2 separate regions of the Mus musculus genome follow, and region 2 is linked to region 1. Evidence: chromatin contacts called from public HiChIP or PLAC-seq data. All regions are on one chromosome and are shown on one strand. Each heading gives the region's core, a stretch centred on a gene start, on an enhancer-like site or on the middle of the called end of the contact. The rest is flanking DNA. Distances are from core to core; before and after follow the strand shown. Region 1 overlaps Frmd4a (FERM domain containing 4A). Region 2 overlaps Frmd4a (FERM domain containing 4A).

The links. HiChIP or PLAC-seq counts read pairs in DNA pulled down with a chosen protein or histone mark.
Region 2: a FOXA1 HiChIP or PLAC-seq map of pancreatic cancer cells shows a contact between it and region 1. The contact joins two enhancer-like sites. A contact is called at or near these places in 1 of 15 datasets of contacts at CTCF or cohesin (the NIH/3T3 cell line), 8 of 484 Hi-C or Micro-C datasets (the C2C12 cell line, bone marrow-derived dendritic cells, embryonic fibroblasts and 3 more), 12 of 115 datasets of contacts at active chromatin or transcription factors (the NIH/3T3 cell line, bone marrow-derived dendritic cells, bone marrow-derived macrophages and 8 more) and 4 of 9 other capture datasets (adipose tissue, embryonic stem cells, liver and 1 more).

Annotation. Positions count from the first base shown.
Region 1 is chr2:4,296,352-4,300,765 of GRCm38.p6, reverse strand. The region is part of intron 1 of Frmd4a (FERM domain containing 4A); the gene reads right to left. Among named protein-coding and RNA genes, the nearest start is that of Gm39752, 51 kb to the right of the region's middle. RefSeq lists an enhancer at 1-3,439. Within about 2 kb of position 1,770, at least 137 of the 459 cell types and tissues checked have an H3K27ac peak or open chromatin away from gene starts, as enhancers often do. A contact at or near this core is called in the C2C12 cell line, the NIH/3T3 cell line, embryonic fibroblasts and 1 more, where this site is marked.
Region 2 is chr2:4,475,678-4,480,091 of GRCm38.p6, reverse strand. The region is part of intron 3 of Frmd4a (FERM domain containing 4A); the gene reads right to left. Gm39751 (a long non-coding RNA gene) reads left to right here. Exons shown (of 5, transcript XR_865941.3): 4 at 4,182-4,269. Among named protein-coding and RNA genes, the nearest start is that of Gm39751, 36 kb to the left of the region's middle. Within about 2 kb of position 2,596, at least 44 of the 459 cell types and tissues checked have an H3K27ac peak or open chromatin away from gene starts, as enhancers often do. A contact at or near this core is called in the C2C12 cell line, the NIH/3T3 cell line, embryonic fibroblasts and 1 more, where this site is marked.

The DNA.
Region 1 (4,414 bases), core at 521-3,020:
ATATCTAAACGCTGAAAGCGTTTTCTGCCCAGTGAATTAAGATGTGGTTGGTCAGGAGGTGGGGGATGGGGGAGAAAGGAAAACAGCCCAAGTTCTCCAACTTCAGCTGTGTGAAGCAGCGCCTTCAGCTTCCTTCTAGCTGTCCCTGCAGCTCTGGCTCAGCGTGACCTGCTGCCCCAGGAGTGGGTACGTGGTGCTTGTGAGGAGAATGATCCAGAAATGTCAACTTGGCTTCTCCGGGCTTCGGATGGCAACCAGGTCAGTTGTCTCATCAAGGGAGTATCGGACGCATTATTCACCCCACCACGTGATGCCCAAGCCCCTCGGCTGTACAGTAGGTCACGTGCTTCCCTTAAAAGGACTAAGTGGAATCTCCCCTACATCTGCAGCAGAGATTAATTCAAAATCCTGCATTCTGATTTCATTCTCTTCTAAACATTAAAAAATATTTGAAGACTAGGAACAATACACAGGAGGATTGAGGGTCTCTTTGGATTCATAAATTACCTCTATGAAACTGAACATCAGACACGAATGTTTTTTCCCACTAGTGCCTCCAACAGAAAATAAATGTACGCATCAAATTAATTATATGAATGCAGTCCACAGGAAGGGAGGTGGGGGTTGTGGTGGGAGAAAGAAACCTGTCTTTGCTACCTTTGTATGCATGGTTCAGATGAATCAGACCAAAGTTGTTGTGTGTGCCCCACCTTGTGCAAATGTGCTTAGAATGTTGTTTTTTGTTTGTTTGTTTAAATTTTTTACATTATTTTTTTATTTTGTGTGCCTGTGTGCATGGGGGTGTCGGCTTGGGGAACTCCCCAGTAGTGGTGCGGTCAGAGGACAATACCCGGGAATCAGTTTTCTCCTTCTAGCCGTCAGTCCGGGGGACCAAACACAAATCTTCAGGTTTGGTGGCAAGTGCCCTCACCTGCTGAGACGCCACATTTGCTCTAGGACATTCGCTTTTTATGCCTGCTAGCGAGCAGGACTAAGTCACGTGTGGTTTCACAAAGCTTTGAGAAGACTCAAGCGCAGCTTCATCCACATCTGCCACATCAGCCGATTCTTTTCTGATTAAGGTGGCATTTCAACAGGTGGTTCAAGTAGGCTATAGTTTTAACATTCTATAGCATTTGTAATGGCTACATCGCCAGTTAACACCCCCACCCCATTCCTATCAATTCACCTCCTCAAATCAGCTCACTTCCATTGCAGAGAAAGGTCACAAGTAATGGAATTTTTGTTTGCTTCTCTTGAGGAAAAGAAAAAAGTTCTACACACACACTCATACATACACATACTCATACACTCACATTCACATACACTCATACACACTCATACACACACACACACACACACACACACACACACACACACACACACACACACGTCTGCCCTGGTTTTCATGAAGTGACGGTCACTTCCTCTGAGGGGATCCCAGGCTTAGCCTGATGTTGCTCCCATGCTGGGAACTAGCTTTTCTTTATTCTCCACAAACCCCTGAGCTCAGTTTATTTAGAGTGATGGAAAAGAAAGTTCTGTTTATTCAGACAAACCTAATAGGAAATGGGGGTGGGCGGGAAGGGAAGAGAGGTTTTATGCTGTTAAGGAATGAATCAGAGCAGAGAGACCTGGAGGACTGGGAAGCTGTGGTGCTGGGCTGGAACGAACGGTGGGCAGGGTCCTCCCACGCAGACACACACTAAGAGGCAGTTAAAGAAAGCAGCGGGCCCACGTGGGAAAGTCCGAGTGTACAACAATCAGGCTTTGTTCATAATTGGTTCCATGTGTGCGGTTGGGGCGAGCAGAGGGTGAGCGAGAGGGGAGAGGCTGCGAGAGAAGGAGCCCTTGGATATCTTTGGAGAGAGGTTTCAGGTTACATGTCATTTGTCCCCAGAGCAGAGGCTACATCTGCACCGATACTCAGACATTCACCCCAGTCTGTAGGGTCTCTTGATTTTCCACAATCACACTAGAAGGTGTCACAGCTTTGAACAAAGGATGGATGCAAACACTTATATGTCCGGAGTTACAGGGTTTTGTTCTTCCAGGGTTGTGTTCTGAGAGAATACAGTACATGGTTGCCTCTCCTGTGACCCCAGCCCCGGCAAAGCCCTTGGGAGCTGAATTTATTTATATTTCAGTAAATGCAACTTCCTGTTTCCCAGGGGTATTAGTGGGGGTTTCGCTGAAAAACTAGAGGCTCTGGTGGTATAGTTCAGACTTGTAAGGGACACTTTGATGAACTGAGTGCAAATAAAACAGAAGCACATGTGTTCAATTATGGTTAAATACGTATAGAAGAGAATGTTAATGGAAATCAAAATAACCCTGAGCCAGACTCCGCACACATTGAGGCCCAGCACATTCCACCCCCTCCCCAATGTGGCGGGGGCACGGTCATGCTTTCTATAAGTAGAAAAGTTTCCTCCCACTTAGGAAGCTCTCCCCAGCCCCTGGAGAATAAATGTTCAGCTCTTCCTTATGACCTCACGGTTCTGAGTAGTCAGTTTGCCCAGAAGTATCTGATAGTCTATCCATGGAATTCTGAGACCCTGCATTTCAGGTTCCCTACGGAATCTACAGCGTTATTATCCATTACTTATTTTCATTATTAAAACACAGGTATGTTTCCCAGGAGGGGACAGACACTCATACTGATATGACCACTTGAGGGGAGGAGACTGGATGGATGCTTGCTTAGTTACCAGACACCGGGCTGGGAGGTTTCCAAAGGCTACCCTCAATGAACCAAATGGCTTCCATTGTTTGTGTTTAACTGGTGAAGAAACAGCCTTCCTGTTTGAGTAAGGTGAGCAGAGTATACAGATGGGCAGGTCAGAACTCAACTGTAAACCAAAGTAACTTTGTGTAACTGCGGGGTCCAACTTGGCCTATTCTATGGTCACCCATCACAGGGCATCCAGCAGTTTCAGAGTCTAGAAAGGAGACCCTCTTAATGGCCTTACAGAAGCTGCCTGCTACAGGATTGGTTAGATGGGCAGTTTCAAAGTCTCTGGATCTGCTGCTGGCATGTCACCCAGGCTTGACTCTAGGCCACCGACAGTCCAAAAGAGATGGAGATGGGGCAGTGAGACCCTGCTTCAGGGACTCAAAGAGGGGTTGAGTAAGAAGTGCTCAGAGACAGGTCACCTACGGTAGGCCAGGGCCTTGTGGATTCCAAGACAAGTTCCACATAAGGCACTGATGGAGCCAAGGGGAGGGACAAGGATGAGTGACAGCCTCCAGTTTTACACAGTCCTCTGCCAGCCAAGTGACAGGGAGAGGATAAAGAGCCACACAGCAGGGACGAGGGCAGAATGGGAAAGGCTCTGTGAAGCAGTGGGTTCAGGACCAGTGTCGACAATGTACTAAGAGTTGACTGGGAAGTGAGGGAGGCTGAGCGAGGATGGGACGAAGAGGAAGGATCAGGAACAGGTTTATCTCAGAGACTGCATCTTCAGTAGGTCACAGCCACCCTAGGTCATGTACATCAGGGAACAGTCGAGAGGGCCCTGGACAGCCAGGGAAGACACCACAGGCTAGGCGTCAGTGAGTTGTGGGGCTGGAGTCCTGGGGAGGCATCCTCACCCTCCAGCTCCTCACGCTGCTCGGCTTAACGCTTAAGGACTAGAGCGCTCATGCGGACGGAGGGTTTGTTTGTTTATTTGGAACATTTCCTTCCAGTCCAGAGAAAAACATTTACATGAAAGTCTTGGGTGAAGCCGTTGAGGAATGAAGTGAACTGCATTGTAGGAAAATCAATGTTTTCAATGTGCCAAAGCAAGGCGCATCAAGTCTAAGCTGTATTATAGGTCACTGACAATAGGGTGTGAAAGATGGCATGGGGGTGATGGCTTGTGGGACAGAAAGCAGTTTATGACACCAGTGCTGGTGGAAAGAGACAGGGAGAAGGAAAGAGCCTGTCTGGTGTATGTGTGTGCCTATGCATGAATATCTCTGTACATGTGTGTGTGTATGTATATAATATATATATATGTGTGTATATAACATATACATATATGTATATATACATATATACAATATACATGTATGTATATATACATATAAATATATATGTATGTGTGTGTATATATATAAAAATCAGAGTACATATGTGTTTGTGTTTATAAGTATGAATGTATGTTTGCATGTATGTATATGTTTGAGTAAGTACATGTGTTTGTATATAAGTACGTTTGTTTGCATGTGCTTGTATTTTTATATGTATGCATTCATATATGTCTGTATGTTTGTGTGTGTGCTTGTCACATACTCACAATTGCATACAGAACATTGCGAATCAGAGCAATGGGCCTACTGCTACATGCTAAAAGCTACACCCAGGACAAAAGAGACACTGACGGAACCCTGGGCCTGGCCACATAAATGTAGACTGCTCCCCAGCCCC
Region 2 (4,414 bases), core at 1,347-3,846, 180 kb before region 1:
CAGGAGCAGGAGGAGGAGCAGGAGGAGGAGCAGGAGGAGGAAGAGGAGGAAATAGGTGTGATGGGCTGCTTTTGAAAGCCCTGTTTTTGGGAGCCTGAAATAGTTGGATCCCTGGGGATTCCTAGCTCTCCATACTTGCCTAACTGGTTAGCTCCAGGCCAATAAGACCTGACTCAAAGGAGATACATACACACATGCACACACATGTGATACAAGAAGCTGAAAGAAATAATCCTCAAGTGACTGCCTTTGTGTTCTTAAACATGACTGTGGTCCCAGAGTGCATGCAATCCCTCTAAAACTTAAGCAAAACTCTTATGTGCAAGCATTTGTGGAAGAGATGGAATGTAAATTCTTAACAAACTTCAAGGGGTCATGTGGTGAAACGATCTGTGTGAACCCCTCATTTTCTTAACTGGCATGTGAAATACATTCTAACTACGTGTGCAATAATGGCTAACGTCTAAACATTCCTAAACAATATGGATATTCAGTTATACCATCTGAGGGGCAATTCATAAAACTGGGGACAGGAGACAAATGTTAGTTGCAATAACAATCATTGCCTCAGCTTGTGGTCTGCCGACTGCTTATTTTGGCTGAAGTTATTTAGTGTTTGGTTTTTAAGAGAGGATCCTTTGTCTTCTACTAGCTGTTAACTTAGATATTAAAATTTGGGAATTAAATTAACACTATAAGTATTTAAGAAATAAAATATAAGGAAAGACTCTCTAAATGGATGCCAGTTGGATAAATGAAAATTTCATTTATGCTATTTGTTTGTTTGGGTTTCTCTTTGTGGTGCTGCACAAGCCCATGGTCCTCAGCACACTAGGAAAGTACTCAAGCTACACAACTGACCTTTGCGCCCACCCCCCCTCCCCCGGTTTTATTCCCTATAGAGAAGGGAAGACTAAATCTGAACTTGGCAGGCCTTGATCCTCAACCTGTTAGAAATGGCCCCCTTAAATTTGTAAATTTTAAATTTACATGCCTTCTCTCCCACAAATGTTTTCATATAAATATTTATTTAAGATTTATTTATTATCAATACTGGATCCTCACTGGGACTCCCCCCAAGATATCCTGCTGCTGCCCTGTGTCGTGGAGATCCTGCAGCTTTGGTTCTGTAGGACTGGGCCCTTCAGAAGTAGCCCCTCTACCATGTTTCAGGAAGGTAGCCTCTGTACAGTGTCTCAGGTCCCTGGGATATGTCCCTTACTGTAAGTTCTAGTGGAATCAGTTGTTCTTAGATCTGGGTCAAGGGAACATAAAGACATTCCCGGCCCTGAAACAGGACTTCTGGACTTGGCTATATCAGAACCAATGGAGGATCTTTGACGGAAAAAACAAAACAAGGACAAAAAAGTCAGTTTAAAGTGTCTTGGGTCCTTCCACTATGTGGCCAAGCTGGACAGGAACCCTGGCTCCAGCCACAAGTCAATAAGCATTCTAAGGGGCTGCGGAGATGGCTAAGTGGTTAAGAGTATGCGTTGCTCTTGCAGAGGGCCGAGGTTTGGTTTTCAGCACCTACACGGTGGTTCAAACGATCTGCAATGCCAGTCCTTCTAGGGCAGTGGTTCTCAACGTTCTTAATGCTGCGGCCCTTTAATACAGTTCCTCATGTTAACGTGACTCCCAGCCATAAAATTATTTCATTGCTACTTCATAATTGTAATTTACTACTGTAATGAATCGTAATGTAAATATCTGATATGTGACCCCAAAGGGGTCAGGACCTGCAGGTTGAGAGCCGCTATTCTAGGAGAGTCGATACCCTCTCTTCTGACCTCTGTGGATACAGCATGCATGTGCTGCACATATACAAATGCAGGCAAACACACACACACACACACACATACACACACACACACACACACACACACACACACACACACACACACACTAATGTTGTCATTGGTCTGTGGCAGCTTGTGGTAGCACATGTTAACCTGCCTATTTTCAGTTCAAATCAGGCAGGGCTCAGACCTGCAGAGTGGCTGTAAGTTCCAAGCCACTCTGTAAGTGTGGGGTATGGAAAGGCAGAGGAAAGCTGGCTAGTGTTTGTGGACACAGGAATCACCAACAGATCAGGTCACGCACTCGGGGACAAGTTCAAGGGTCGGCATCGGCCCTTCCTGGGCAGCAGGGGGATCCAGCAAAATGTGGGGCTCTCAGGTTATAGGTTGTCCGCCATCCTGTCAGTGTGAATTCTGGCAATGACGTTTTGTGGGGCCTAGATGGAACCCTCAGAGAAAGGGGGTGGGGTATTGGAAGCTTCTCTATTCCCCCAATAATTGGTATTTATTTATAAAGTACCACAGCCCACAGTGTAAAACTTCAGGACTGAGAATACTGAATGCTGCTCGTAACCAGTCTGCAGTGTTGATCCCACTTCTTCCTTCTCCGTTGTTACTTTGTTTTGAGGCTTTTAATTTGGAAATAATTATAGAAGAGCTGCAAAGATCTCACAGCCTCCCTTCACCCGCCGCCCAGCTTCCCTCGGCAGCATCTGGCAAACTCTGGAGAACTCAGCAGAGCCATGATGCAAGGCCACTGCTGGATGACCTAAGCCATAGGCTCTACTCAAATGTCACCAGGTCCCACGGAATTTCCTTTAGGATTCAATTGCACTTAGTCACTTTCAACTTGCACTCACTCTGTCCAAATAAGGAGGGCATTCATCTTTCACTGTTCCCATTTGTGATAGACTGGGCAAAGGAGGGCAGTTTGGACAACCTAGAGACTTTCTGAAGCATAGGCCCTGGGAGAAATTTGATCTTTAAATAGTGCTTTAAAATTTAGACATTTTTGATGTGTGTGTGTGTGTGCGTGCTAGTACAAATGCACGTGTGTCTGTGTGTGGGTAAAACAGAGTATAGTGGGTGCACACTCATGTGAACAAAAACACCTTGGGAACATACTTACTCAATTTGAACACAGTTATTAAAATGTTTCCTTTTGAGATGAGGATGTGGCTCTGTGGTTATGATACTTGAGGTCCTGGGTTTGATTATCAGCAGCTGCATGTGTGTACTTGTGCGTATACACACACACACACACACACACACACACATGCAGGGGACTGTCGTGTTAGCACTTCTTGGCATGGAGAAGCAGAGCAAAAGCCAAGCTCATGCTTCTGGACCTAGGAATCACAGACCCAGAGCACCACCAGGCACAAGTCCAAGGGGCGACCTTAGTGCTTCCCTTTCTTAAAATGGAAAGGAGAAATGTTCCGATTACCAGAGAGGCCCAGAGATGTATGTAGGCCCAGGTATTATCAGGCCACCAAGGACTGTCCCCTAAGTCACCCTGGCCCTTGTCCAGTTGGCCTGTCTCTCAGAGGCTTGACTTTCTCTAGGACTGACACCTGCTGTAAGTCCCCTAGTGCACCAGACATACCTGCCAGCTCGCATTCAGTGACCAACAGGTGGCCCAACTCTTTTTCATGATGGTGGCCGGCTACTGGTGCTATGGCTGGAGATGGCCTCACACTCAGATATGGGAGGAGGTGTTAGGGGCCTGTGCAGTCTCAAGACCAGCCAGAAGGATGGTTGGGAGTTCCTGCTATGGGGAGCACGATGCTCCTCTCAAGAGGGCCTTCTGTACATGTGCGTTACATGAATGAATGCACAGACACCCAGGCAGGCAGGCTCTCAGGCCAGCAGAGACTCCAGAGAGCTCAGCTCCCACAAAGGCTTATAGGATGGCCATCAGACTCTGGGGTGTGCCCCTCCTGCCTCTGAGGTGTGGCTTTTGTGTCCTCCTTTCCCCTTTTCATCCGTCTAATCAATTGCTCTTGGCTCTCAGGGCTGTGGTCTGTCATCCTCAGCATATAGGCTTCTTCCTCTCTGGCCTAAGATAACATGCAAGTTCTTTGACTCCTGTTGACTCCGGGAAGTCTAACTGGGACTGTCCAGAGTTCATAGTCTTCTTGAATGGAATAAACTAACTTGGGAAATGGGAACAATGGGGCTGTGATTAGTTGAGACTTACAGTTTCCTTCCAATCAGTGGCGGCATGGAGAGTAATTAGGGGATCATGCTTCTGGGGATTCTCAGCAGGGACGGGAGAGAATGCTTGTGTTCATGAAAGTCAGTTTTTCTTTCTACACATGTGCTATTTAAAGCATTTCTTCTTTATTACCTGCCTGCATCTCTCCTGGTCTGCTGGTGCAGGTCCGTCTAGACCAGAGAAGACCAGCAAGACTGCCTTCTACCTCGGTGCCCTATGGGCTGCAGCCCCAGGACTGACCCTACTCCTTTTGTAAGTAAGCTCGGGCTTTGCCCTTGCCTCTGCTTCTGTCCACACCACTGCTCCAAAAGTCACTTTTATGTGAGGTGCACATGTGTGTGTACAGGTGTGCATGTGTGTGTGTGCATGTGGGAGTCAGGATAGCTTGGGTTTTGTT